Regions from separate parts of the Mus musculus genome. Here region 1 is linked to region 2. A link is a contact called in public HiChIP or PLAC-seq data. All regions are on one chromosome and are shown on one strand. Each heading gives the region's core, a stretch centred on a gene start, on an enhancer-like site or on the middle of the called end of the contact. The rest is flanking DNA. Distances are from core to core; before and after follow the strand shown. Region 1 holds the start of Lman2l (lectin, mannose-binding 2-like). Region 2 overlaps Fer1l5 (fer-1-like 5 (C. elegans)).

Region 1 (6,365 bases), core at 3,288-5,787, 64 kb after region 2:
AAGCATAAATGTGCCAGAGGCAGATGCTATCTCCTTCTGAGTTTTGTAATTGTGTGCCAAAACCTCATAAAAAGGGAGGCGGGGGCCGGGAGTGGAGGCGCACGCCTTCAGTCCCAGCACTCGGGAGGCAGAGGCAGGTGGATTTCTGAGTTCGAGGCCAGCCTGGTCTACAAAGTGAGTTCCAGGACAGCCAAGGCTACACAGAGAAACCCTGTCTCGAAAAACAAAAAAACAAAACCAAAAAAAAAAACAACAACAAAAGAAAGAAAGAAAGAAAGAAAGAAAGAAAGGAAGGAAGGAAGGAAGGAAGGAAGGAAGAAAGAAAGGGATGCGGGGTGAGGCTGGCTAAGTGCGAGACACAGCTGTCATGTCTCCAGGAGAAACCAGGTTGAGTGCAGTATTTGGTCTCGGGAGACTTCTAGTTAAAATCTGCTGTGAAGAAAGAAGGGAAGGGTTCAGCTGGGTTTGGCTGGGTTCTGCCAAAGGCTTTCCAAGTAGATTGTTCTGGGCCTTGAGCAACACAGTGCTTCATCATGTTCGGTTTTTCGTTTTTAATTTCTGGGCCATCATCCAAAAGAACTAGTGTTAGGAGTACAGAGCCACAGTGAGGGGGTGGATGCGTTCCTACTCTGCAGGGAGCCCTGGTGTCTCCAACAATCTGCTCTATTCTGTCTTCTCTGTTGAGTTATCTCTCTGCTGTGACATTTAGCTTTCAGGACAAGCAGAAAGCTGTCCTGTAGCCAGCAGGTAGTACAATGGCCCTGCAAAAAGGGCAGGACCAGAGAAGCCCACGATGAATAAGCAGGTAGCTGTAGCTAATTCTTGGCCTTGGGTATCACAATGCAGTTTTGATCATGGTGATTTTTAAGAGTGGCTCTGAAACTTCGATGCATGTTTGAAATCCCAGTAGCTGAATCGGTGGGGATGGCTCACGTGTTTAATATCAGCACTAGGGAGGCAGGGGCAGGCAGATCTCTAAATTTAAGGCCAGCCTGGTCTCTACAGAACGAGTTCTAGGACAGCCATGGCTACAGGAAGAAAGCCTGTTGCAAAAGAACCAAGAACAAAAAAAAGAAAGGAAAATATGATGACCAAATTGCTCCCAAGAAAGAAAGAAAGAGAAAGAAAGGAAAAGAAAAGAGGAAACCCAATGACCAAATTGTGCCCTACTCTAATTAAATCAACATCCTGGGGTAGAACCCACACATTAGCTCTAGTGGACAGTCACACCTGAGAGCCACTTGCTCAAACTATGTATCTTAAAATAGTTCCTTGGTTCATTCTGTTGAGAATATAGGTGCCAGAGACTCTTATATTAAGGTATTAAGCCTTGTATAATTCAATAACCCACAAGAACCCATCGGTGAAACTGAGAGCAGGTCTGAGAACAGCCTCTATTTCCATACCCACCGTAGCAAACTTTACACAAAGTCTTTTCATGCCCACTGTCTGGCTATATTCTGACAACTCAGATGGGTAAGTCAGTCAAGCAGGTATTACAGGAGATCTGCCCAGGGCTCTTCAAGCTGAACTTAGATCGGTGCATCAACTGATTCTTACATCTTCTACCACGACCCACACGGGGCTCAGTACTACAGCCTAGGTTTCGAGGTCGGCCTGTGTAGATGGCTCCCGCCCCTCTGCTCCTTTACAACACGTGGATAGAAACAGTTCTCTCCTATGAGATCCGCTTGGAGCATCTACAGCTAATGAGAAAAACCATGAAGGTGTAAGGAGTCCAAACACCAAGGATGCCAAAGTCATCCCTGACGGTGACCTGGCTGTGCACGGCCACAGCGCAGCAGCCCCAGGTGCTCTCTCCTGCCACCACACCTCCAGGAAAAAGAGGTAGCTAGAGGGGGTCCAGAGGACAAGCAAAATGTCTATAATGGCTCAAAGTGACTTTCATACTGAAGCAGAAACAAACTCTTGACTGACACAGAGAGGCCACTAGGATTACGTCTGGGATAAACACACTTCTGGGAGTTTTGTTATATTTACATAAGTATCAAGCAACACTGCCCCACATGTTGCCCAGGCTGCGACTCAATTTCTGGGCTTAACTGGTTCCTCTACCTTACTCCCTCCCCCCAAGTAATTTGAACTACAGATACACAGCACCATATCCAGAGTACAGAGGTTGAGGCAGAAGGATCTTAGGTTTGGGGGTAGCCTGGGCTAGTATCAGGTTCAAGGACAACCTGGGTTACATGCTAAAGAAACAAACATACAATAACAGCAAAAAGCCAAAAGTTTTCTGTTTAACAAAGTAATTAAATAAGACTTAAGCTACTAAATCCCAAAGTGTGGTATGTCAGGTTACAGAGAAAATGAATTGCTCTAAGTTAGTGAGAAAATGAGTTATTTGTTCTAACAGGGCAATAGAGAAATATCTGACTCCTGTATTATGAAGTTCACCATTATCTATAAACTAAAGACTTTTAGTTTCTTTTTAATGATGTATTTATTTTTAACTTTATGTGCATTGGTGTTCTGCCTGCATGTGTGTTGTGTGAGGGAGCTGAATGCCTGAGTTATAGACAGTTGTGAACTGCCATGTGGGTACTGGGAATTGAACTCAGGTCCTCTGGAAGAGCAGACAGTGCTCTTAACTACTGAGCCATCTCTCCAGCTCTCTAAAGACTTTTACTATCTTTAGAAGATGAACACTGGGAAAAGACAGTACAACGAAGTCATGTCAAAGTCACTCTGAGCATTTTTAGGACACTGAGGGTCCTAACACAGGAAGCCTCTTACCACCCGGTTCCACAAGGCACCCTGTTTACTTTGCATATCTGGAGTGAGGCGGATGTACTGTGTCATCACCATGGCGTTGCCCATCAGGTTCCATAGCGAAGAACTGCTTGTTCCCACACCTATGGGGAGGGGAGAATCAGCCCATAGTCTTCATCAATTGGTTCACAAAGCCAGATCCTACAAAGACTGGAGCCATTATTTTTCCTTTAGTATTATTAATGAATACATGAATTAATGTTTTTCTTTTTCTTTTTGAATGTGAGTCTCAATATTCTGTCTCAGGCTCCTGGACCACAGGTACCTGACATCTCACCAAACTTCCTTCAGCTAAATTCTTCAGCTGAAGAATCCAACCCACCACAGAGCTGTCATTTACACATGGCACAGTAACAGTAGTTGAGATCTGTATGTGTGGGTGAACTTTAGCACTATGAAAGGACAAAAATTTTGTCATTTATATTAAAAGAGATATATTCTCAAAAGCCTATGAGCTTAAACATATTCTTTTAAAATCAATCTTTCAGGCCGGGCAGTGATGGCACACACCTTTAATCCCAGCATTTGGGAGGCAGAGGCAAGCGGATTTCTGAGTTCGAGGCCAGCCTGGTCTACAGAGTGAGTTCCAGGACAGCCAAGGCTACACAGAGAAACCCTGTCTCGAAAAACAAAATAAATAAATAAATAAATAAATAAATAAAATTTAAAAAATAAAATAAAATCAATCTTTCAAGTGTAGCTGATTATCCCCAAATCCCTTAGACTAAGTATAAGTACCCCCAGGGTGAAAAACCAGACTAACCCATAGTATCAGCAGGGACCAACACTAAGGAGGTACTACAACCAACCAGTAAAATAATGACATCTTAGTAACAGAAATGACATCTTAGTAACAAAAATTCAAACTGCTTTCTGCAGTTTAAATTTGTGTTTCCTGCACCCCCTATCCACAGCTCTGCGAGAAAAACAAACTTGTATTAAGCTCTAACAGCATTAATTTCTCTTCTTTGTAGACACCTGTGTCAATTTTCTGACACTGAGCTGTGCTTAGAGATCTAGAAATCCCTGAAGAGAGCAATGCTAACCAGCCTCTTTCATCATCAGGGCTCGCGGCCTGGGAAGGAAGGAGCAGGTGTTCTAACCAGCAAACAGACTTTTTTCCCCCTCTCCTTCCTCAGTCCGACCGAGTTCTACCCGGGTTCTTGCTTTCTATCCAGAGCAGCCACCACTCTATCCCGACACCGGCTCATCGCTAATGGTCCTCAACCATCCCTCATTTATCTCAGTTCTCTCTCCTCATATTTCTGTCCAACTCCAAACACCTCTTCCTTCGAGCCTGACACTAGTGACAGCTGAGAGCCCTACCTAGACCTACTAGAAACTTCTAGCGCTCGGAAAGGGGCGGGGGTGGGGGGCGGACCCTTGTCCTTCGGACCTGTGGCTCTTCAAAGGAGCGGAGATCCTCGGGGCGCCCCCTCCCGCCGGGGACTGCGTCCTCGAGCTCAGTCCCGACTCGGTCCCCAAGCCCTCCCTGCACGACCACCTCGCCCCGGGCGCCTCACCCTGGTAGGGCTTCGACAGCGAGTGCTCCCGTTTCAAGTACTCCACCGCTTGACCCGCCCTGACATGCCGCGGCCCCGGCCCAGACCCCAACAGAAGGAGAAAGAGCAAAAGCTTGGCCCCGTCCCGAGCCCACGCGCGCCGCCGCCACCGCTGCCACCAGGAGGGTCTCGAAGCCGCCGCCATCTTTCCCACCGCCGGCCCTTCATCAAAAAGCCCGCCCCGTGGCCCAACCCATTGGCCTGCGGAACCATCGGCCCGATCTCCCATTGGCTCCTGGAGAGTTCCCTCCCCCGCAGGTGAGTATCCCACCGATTGGCTGACTAGTAGCAGTTGCCTTGCCAACCCAGGCAAGGGGCGTTGCCGAATGTCCAGACTCCCTTCTCTGCTTTTGTCCCAGGCTTCACCAGGCCTGCTAGTAATAGAGATTCTTAGTTTGTTTCTGCATTCTATAGTAAATTTAAAGCGATAAAACATTTTTTTTTCCCGATTGTCACTGCCATTTGTACCTACCTGGCCGCCAAGCTAACAGCCAAGAGGGCATAGAAGTAAAAAGAAAAATAGACAAATCCGTGACTAAAATGAGTGGAAGGAACTGAAGACTAGCTGTGTTGGTAAAGAACTTGACTTACGATGTGGGAAGGCATTAGGTCATCCCAGCACTCTGGAGACTGAGGCAGGAAGGTGAGGAGTTCAAAGTCAACACAGTGAGTTAGGGAGTGACCTAAGTAATTCATTAGAATGAAACGACTGGTTCCAGGGTGGTGGTGGTGCACGGATTGTATCCCAATGCTTGGAGGCAACGGTATTTGGATCTCTGAGTTTGAGGCAAGCCTGGTCTACAGAGCAAGTTCTAGAATAGCCAAGGCTACACAGAGAAACCTTGTCTCAAACAGGCAAACCAAACCAAAGAAACAAACATCTGGCAAACTGTCTCAAACAGGCAAACCAAACCAAAGAAACAAACATCTGGCAAACTGTAAAATGTGTAAAGGGCAGCCTGGGTTACATGCTGGGTTGACGAGCACAATCAACCAACATCACATGATGATATTTATAGAAATTAAGTGTATGCTAAATTCTGTGTGAATTTTCAGGGTTACATGCTTTTATTGTGCAAACCTTGTTCCTTGATTTAAAATGATTGGTTAAATAGAATTGACTACAGCCAATTACTGGAGGGAGGGATTAGAGGTAGGTGGGTTTTAAGTTACTTAGTTGAGGGTGGAGAAGAGAGCAGAAGGAAGAGAAACCAGGGGAGAAGAGGAAGAACGAAAGAAGGGGAGGAAGCCTCCAGGAGACGAGATGGACTATGAGTCCATGGCCAGAAGAAGCAGCCAAGTACTTAGGCTGTACCACTGGGGAGGTAGCCAGGCCAGCAGTTAGAAGAGTAGATTAGGGGTTACCCCTAGAAACTGTCAAAGCCAAATAAAATAACCATAGTCTGAGTCTCACTTACTTGTAAGCTGGTCAGGGATAAACTTAAATTGGTTGTACTACACCCCAGAGTTCATATTTCACCAAGTTCCAGCTTCCTGCCTGATTGCTCACTTCTTTCAGAAAACTAGCTTCCTCTTACCTACTTCCTCCTGGAGGCCTCCCTCGACCCCACTCAGACCCGACCGTGTGTGCATTGCTGAGCTCTGACTCTGGTCCATAGATAGCTACAATGGACTTATCAGACTTGTGTCTACATCTTCCCAATAGACACAGTCAAAGCTAACTCTCTTCCAAACATGAGTAAATTTTACAGAGAAACAAGATGTGAGCTTGCCTCAGAGAAGATCAACTCTTGAAAGCTGACAAAGCTACCGATCTTTTACAACCCTATCTCGAGACAGATAAATGGTGACAAGACTTTAGGAACTGCAGTTAATCTCTTTGCCATTCACTTACCACAAAACCATTTAGGACCCACAGTGGCCATAGAGTAACTTCCAGTCACCCTAGTTTGGCCACCCAAACCCCATAGGAACCGATCAGATCAGTCTGTACACATGTCCATTAAAATGGGTGTCACCGGAATTACATAACTCAACTAACATATTAAG
Region 2 (6,837 bases), core at 3,698-6,197:
AGTCATGTTTCCCTCTTCTCTGCAGCCTCTTGGGTCCTCTGCCATTGATATCATTATAGTTCATTTATCTTCCAAGCCCCCTTCATTGCAACCCATTACTATCTCTTTACCAGTCTGTGGCTGCAAACACACGTATACACACACACACACACACACACACACACACACACACACACACACACACATGCATTCACACACATGCAAGAGGGGTCATGAATCCAGCCAGACTAGAAAGGCTGGTGCTATAGCTTATTAAGGATTTCAAGATCTGGCTTCCAAGCCCCTCCCTTTGCTTTGCAGTGTACTGTCACCCTACATGTGGCCCAAATATACGACCAGGATACTGAGATGACAGGTATGTCTTTTTCTAGGGCATTACCAAGCATATCTGAATGGGTTCTTTGGGACCTTTGAAACCCAATTCTTTTTTATTTTGTATTAGATATTTTCTTTATTTACATTTCAAATGTTATCCCCTTTCCTGGTGAGACCCAATTCTTAAGGCCTACCAAAAGACTATGACCAGGGTCCCTGGAAGTTGGGTTTTTGTTTTGTTTTGTTTGTTTGTTTGTTTTCAAGACAGGGTTTCTCTATATAGCCCTGGCTGTCCTGGAACTCACTCTGTGGACCAGGCTGGCCTCGAACTCAGAAATCCGCCTGCCTCTGCCTCCCAAGTGCTGGGATTAAAGGCGTGTGCCACCACTGCCCAGCTCCCTGGAAGTTTTATAGACCTAATGGTCACATCAAATTCCATCTGGCTAATGCCACTGTTCTAGTTTGATTTCTATAAACGCTACAACCAAAAGCAAGTTGAGGAAGAAAAGGTTAATTTCCACAGTCCACCATAAAGAGAAGTCAGGATAGGAGCTCAGGATGGGAGCCTTAGAGGCAGAAACTGAAGCGCAGTCCATGGAGGAGTGCTGCTTACTGCCTTGCTCTCCATGAATGCTTAACTCACTTTCTTATACAGCCCAGGACCACCTGCCCATGGGTGAAACCAACATAGTGGGCTGGGCCCTCCTACAGCAATTGTTAAGGGAAATTTCCTCACAGACTTGCTTATAGGCAATCTGATGGGGACAATCTCACTTCCCAGATAACTCTAGGTTTGTGTTAAGTGGACCAAAACCAGCCAGCAATGCCGCCCATTTCTCCATCTTTAGTTCTCATCTCTGGACATAAGGCTTCTCTTAGTAGGGCCAGAAAGACATAAGGGTGGCCATTTCCAAGAGCCCCCACGTAAGAAGGGCAGGGTCCAAGGATCCCTTACTATTGAGAATGAGGGCCCCATGAGCTTGTTCAGGGAGAGACATGTGCTCTATCAGGGTCAGATTTTTATCAGGAGTAGGTCATGGAGGACACAGTGATTGAAAGGGGGAAAGGCTTAAAAGCCTTCTAAACTGTCCACCCTGGACTTTTTCCATAGGCAATGAGGAGCTCCTGGGCTCAACTGTAAATGAGGTGACCCAGAAGAAACTAATGGTCTCTGGCCTCCCCATGCACAGGGCTCTGGCTTCCAAGCCTCAACACTTTCAGGTGAGAGACTAGAAGGGAGGGGAGGGCTGGAGAGATGGCTCAGAGGCTCAGAGGTTAAGAGCACTGACTGCTCTTCCAGAGGTCCTGAGTAGTTCAATTCCCAGCAACCACATGGTGGCTCACAACGGGGTCCGATGGCCTCTTCAGGTGTGTCTGAAGACAGCAGCAGTGTAGTCACATACATAAAATAAATAAATCTGAGGGGGTGGGGGGGTTGGGTCCTTATGGCAGCTGATCAGACCCTTGATCACCCAAGCGTGCTCCTTAACATTCAGCTCCCTCCAGCCTTCCCCCATAGGATCTTTATCTGTAGTACCTGGAGTGTTGTTACCTTGAAAGGTTTGCTTTTGAGAGAAGAGTCCCCTTTGGAGGAGGGAAATCCACACTCCCATGATCAGATCTATTGGGTGTCCCCTCTGTAGGTCCGGGTGAAGGTGTTTGAAGCCCGACAGCTCCTGGGCAACAACATCAAACCTGTAGTAAAGGTAAACATTGCAGATCAGCAGCATCTCACTCGGATCAAGATGGGAAACAATCCTTTCTTCAATGAGGTAGGCTGAACAAGCCACGTAGGGCAGGGGAGCCAGCCAGGAGCCCGGCATTCCCCGGAAGCAGCTGGCAAGCTTGCTTCCCAAGTGGACTGTCTGTAAGCTACAAGCGTTTATCAAGCACCGACTACACATCAAAAATTATGCTCAGGGTTGGACAAATAGGATGGGTTAATTCTGCTAGTGGTCTGATGGCAACACAGCATGTGAACCCACAAACAATTGCGGGGGTGGGGGGCAGACAGGTCTGGGGAGCACTGTTAGCGGGGCTATGGAAAGCAACCCCAGTTCACGCACATTTCTTCACTGCTGAGCCCCAGTAGCATGGTGTCAGGAAAACAGAAGGTGCAGGTGACTAGATGAATGAAGACCAGGTCCTGGGACAGTGGAGAGGGCTTAGGAAAGGCTACGAAAACTATAAAGAACTTACCAGAAGATAAAAAGGACAGAGAGATAATTCAAAGTCTTGGAAGCAAGGAGCAGATTTGATTTTTTTTTCTTTTTATGCCAAACTGTAGCTGAAGGGTGTGTCTGGGAGTGTGCAGTGCAGATTAGGGGTCCCACCACGGATAGCTCCTGACAGCCATGGAGGACTTAAGTCTGGGAGTGACAAGGGAAAGGAGGTTCTAGCTGACGAAGAGAGAAGGGTGGAGCGGACTGGCGGGGCAATCCAGAAGGGACACAAGGCTCAAATGGCTACTGTGGAAGAGTGGGCTGGTTCTGAACGGCTAGGTTCTCTAGAGAGGCCTTGGGCAGAACACCCCCTGGGAGCCTAGGAAACCTCTGGTTCTGAGGGGTCTGTGGGTGATCATAAGCAGAGAGTCACTGAAGTGGGCGTGTAGTGAGGGAGAGGGGAGGGGCTGGCGGTAGAGGAAGCATTTTATCCCAAAGCTTCAAGTGTAGTAGGTCCTTGGATAAAGTAGTGGAAGAAACTGTCTACCCAGCCCCCATTCTCTCTGCTCCAGATATTCTTCCAGAATTTCCACGAGGTTCCTGCAAAGTTCTTTGAGGAGAACATCTCAATCGAGGTAAGGGGTCAAACTGGTTTCCAGTTAAACAGGACCATTTTCTTGTCCTACCTCAGTATCATAGAACACTCTTGAGTTGGAGTCACGTGTCTGCCTGTCTCCAAGGCAGCCATCTCCAACACTTTCATTCCCCTTTGTGGTCCAAACACTTCATCCATTTGTTCATTCATTCAACCAGTGTTATTAGAGATTGCCAACTGGCAGAGGCCCGAGCTACATGCTTGGGTGAACATGGAAGCCAAATTCTCTTGTCACCAGAGTGACATACCCCATTCCCCAACAAGAGGGAGCCAGTGACAATGGTGACTATATATTCGTCCAGTGCCTTCTGGGTGGGTGTCCAGCACAGGGCTGAGGGGGAAGCTTCCTCCCACCCTGAAAGGCCATTTCCGTGTTCTTGGGCACATAACACAGTGGAAACAACCAGAACAATATGTACTAAAAAGAGTAGATTACAACAGCTTACTTTGGGACAAGTGAATTGATCTTTCTGATCAATATCTTCATCAATGACATTAAATTTAAAAATATGAACCTCACAAGGCTCCTCTGAGAACTACCTAAGAAAAATGACATGCAAGTGCTGGCCATTAGGAAGCTCAGTGAGGTGGGGGTGGGTGGGGGTGGCCTAACACCCGGAACCCCAGAGCTCCAGAGGTGGGGCAGGAGTGTCAGAAGTCCAAGGTCATTATTGGCTACACAGTGAGTTTCAGGCCAGCCTCAGCTACATGACAGCCCGACCCCCAGATATATCCTTGCTTCCACAGAGGGTAGGGGTAATTGGCATTGTGAATGATAAGATCTTTCTGGAAACTCTCCACAGGTCGTGGACTCTGCAGCATCAAGATCTAAAGCAGAGATTGGGAGATTCCAAGTGAGCCCTGATGGAGGAGGAGGCTGGGGAAACTTCTGGGCTCCAGGATCCCGTCCAGGGAAAAGGACTTGGCATTTCACACAGATCCACGTGTGGATCTCAGCTGTAGGATGCTAACAGCAATAGCAACTACCATAACACTGTGCAAAGCCTGAGGTAGCATCGAGAGGGTTAGAGTGTGTCAGGTTCAGATAAGGATTGGTACCCACCGTCATGTGCTATAGACACTGGACAAGTCTCAGCTCCCATTCATGGGTCCAAGAAGGTCACCCTAAGTGCTGAAGAACTCCAGAAAGAGATTGATGCCTTTGAGGACAGATTGGGGGGCGGGGAGGGGGGGAAGATTCTGTGGCATAGTCCAAAGTGGTCAAGAACTCACTATGTAGTTCAGGCTAGCCTCGATCTCACGGCCATCTTCCTGCCTCAGCTTCCCAATTGCTGCAATGACAGACATGAGCCACCATGCCCAACTTAGTATTTGCATTTAATTTTAATGTTTTTATTTTTAAAGATGAAAAGTTTTATTTATTTTCACTTTGTGTGTGTGTGTGTGTATGTTTGTGTGTATGTATGCTTGCATGCACTAGCTTTTATATAGGCTCTAAGGATTAAGCCAGGGGCCCTTGTTTGTTTAGTAAGTACTTACCAACTAAGTCATCTCTCAAGTCCCCAGAATTTTTATTTTTATGTAATTTATTTTTTCTCTGTGTGAGTGTGTGTGTGTGTGTGTGTGTGTGTGTGTGTGTGTGTGTGCATGTGTGCATGTATGCATGTGCCACAATCTAAAAGTCATATTGTAGTAAGAGGACACTTTTTTGGAGGTTGGTTCTTTCTATCATTAGATCAGGGGTGAAACTCAGGATTCAGACTCACACAGCCAGACTTTAACGTGCTGAGCCATCTTGCCAGTCCAGTGCTTCTATTTTTACATCTAGATGATGTGTATCCATGATCAAAAATCACAAGTTCCTGTTTTGATGAAGTCTAGAACTTTGTGCGGATATAGCACAGTATCCTGGTTCAGTCTCCCACACTACGGAAAGGGGATGGGGGAAAGCCATTTTAGTAAAGTTCCATGTATCTGGGTTTGTATAGGTTGTACAATGTGTGTGTGTGTGTGTGTGTGTGTGTGTATATCTGTGTGTGTGGTATGTGTGTGTGTCTGTGGGCACGTATATGTGTATGTGATGTGTCTCTGTGTATCTCTGTGTGTTATCTGTGTGTGTTGGTTTGTGTGTATCTGTGTGTGTATCTCTGTGTTATCTGTATGTGTTTGTGTGTATGTGGTGTGTGTGTGTGTGTGTGTTGCTAGGGTCTGAACTCAGTGCATTGTGTAAGTGTGTAAGCTGGGAAAGTGCTCTAATCTAGCTTATACTTTTGTGAGTGTGTGTGTGTGTGTGTAAGAAGTTTTTGCTTATCTGATACAAGCCAGTGAGTGAGTTTGAAAGCAGGCCTATTATGCAGTCTTGCTGTTGATCTGTGGAGCCTGGGCACTGGCCTATTCACATTGCCACTTCTCCTGTAGCATCTCCCTCAGGCCTAGGCTAATGCCCTCTCCCAGGAGGAAAAAGGAAGCCACCTATAGTCTCTTTCAATCATCCTCATCCCTAGCATAGCGCTTCCCTTCCCTACCCAGGGAAAGGGAAGAGTTAAGTGTATGGATATTTCCAGCACAGGCTTCCTCTAACTAGCTGTTAAGCCTTTGGGGCATCTTTCAAACTTAGTAGCCTCCTCGATATCGGGGACAATGGTCCTTCCATTTTTTTCTACAGAGTTCAGACTAAATTGACACTTAAGCATTGCTCTAGTGTGGCCACTGGATGAGGTAGAATTGCAAATCTTGGTTTTGGCTTGTGCCGAACAACTTTCCCTTGCTAGACCAGATACCAGTAAAATTCAGCATAGGATGAGAAAGGGCTTATTTTGGCTCCTGGTTGTAGATGTTAATTAATGTCTCTTTGGGCCTGTGGTGGCACATATATTAAAAAAGAGACCAGCTGAGGAAAGGGAAGACATGTAAACAGAACAATAGGTTTCCCCAGATCTCCTTCAAAACGGTGCTGACCAGAGACCCACAACCCTCCCTCTTGGCCTCTGCTTCTATGGTTCTCCCATCCCCACATGGCCAGGGTGGGGACCAAGCCTTTACTGCATGGTGCTTTAGGAGGACATTTAAGATCCAAGCTCACTGGGCATGGTGCTAATGCCTTTAATCCCAGCACTGGGAGGAGGATCTCTTGTGAGTTCAAAGCCAGCCTGGTCAATGTTGTACGATCCATGACAGCCAGAGCTGAACAGTGAAAACGCATCTGAAAACAAAAACAAGAACAGAAATCAACCCAAGCTAATCTTCATTTTACTCTTTTTCAGACAGACATTGGGTTTATCTACCATTCCCCAGGTAGGTGACAGATAATGCAAACATTTGAGCCTTCTGGGAAAAAGACTAAGAGTTAAAAAATCCCTCAGAATCGCCACTACATAGGGAGAAGATATCACAAAGTAGCTGCCTGCTTGGAAATAGTTACTTACTTTGTGGTGTGTTTCATCATGACCTGTACTAATAGCATCTTTCCCTGAATGGTTCAACACCTGGGGAGGGGGAAGTCAAATGCTCAGTTTGTATTGACCTCTTAAGTTATAGTTCTAATTTCTAAAGCCAGTAACAGCTTTGTTGTTTTTCTTTTTTTGTTGTTTTTTGTTTTGTTTTGTTTTCGAGACAGGGTTTCTCTGTGTAGCCCTGGCTGTCCTGGCACTCACTCTGTAGACCAGGCTGGCCTCGAATTCAGAAATCCACCTGCCTCTGCCTCTTGAGTGCTGGGATTAAAGGCATGCTCTACCAACACCCGGC

The links. HiChIP or PLAC-seq counts read pairs in DNA pulled down with a chosen protein or histone mark.
Region 1: a contact with region 2 is called in an H3K4me3 HiChIP or PLAC-seq map of bone marrow-derived macrophages, with 2.0 times the contacts expected there. The contact joins the promoter of Lman2l here to the enhancer-like site in region 2. A contact is called at or near these places in 9 of 39 promoter capture datasets (the 3T3-L1 cell line, 3T3-L1-derived adipocytes, cancer-associated fibroblasts and 5 more), 18 of 484 Hi-C or Micro-C datasets (CD4 T cells, DN3 thymocytes, the G1E-ER4 cell line and 14 more), 7 of 115 datasets of contacts at active chromatin or transcription factors (T-cell acute lymphoblastic leukemia, bone marrow-derived macrophages, embryonic midbrain and 3 more) and 5 of 9 other capture datasets (adipose tissue, embryonic stem cells, liver and 2 more).

Annotation. Positions count from the first base shown.
Region 1 is chr1:36,440,734-36,447,098 of GRCm38.p6, forward strand. Lman2l (lectin, mannose-binding 2-like) reads right to left here and starts at 4,538. Exons shown (of 8, transcript NM_001013374.2): 1 at 4,317-4,538; 2 at 2,758-2,876. The coding sequence starts at 4,500.
Region 2 is chr1:36,376,429-36,383,265 of GRCm38.p6, forward strand. It overlaps Fer1l5 (fer-1-like 5 (C. elegans)), which reads left to right. Exons shown (of 53, transcript NM_001277076.2): 5 at 301-355; 6 at 1,427-1,536; 7 at 1,959-2,087; 8 at 3,050-3,112; 9 at 3,936-3,986; 10 at 6,357-6,387. Among named protein-coding and RNA genes, the nearest start is that of Fer1l5, 7.7 kb to the left of the region's middle. Within about 2 kb of position 4,948, at least 1 of the 459 cell types and tissues checked has an H3K27ac peak or open chromatin away from gene starts, as enhancers often do. A contact at or near this core is called in bone marrow-derived macrophages, where this site is marked.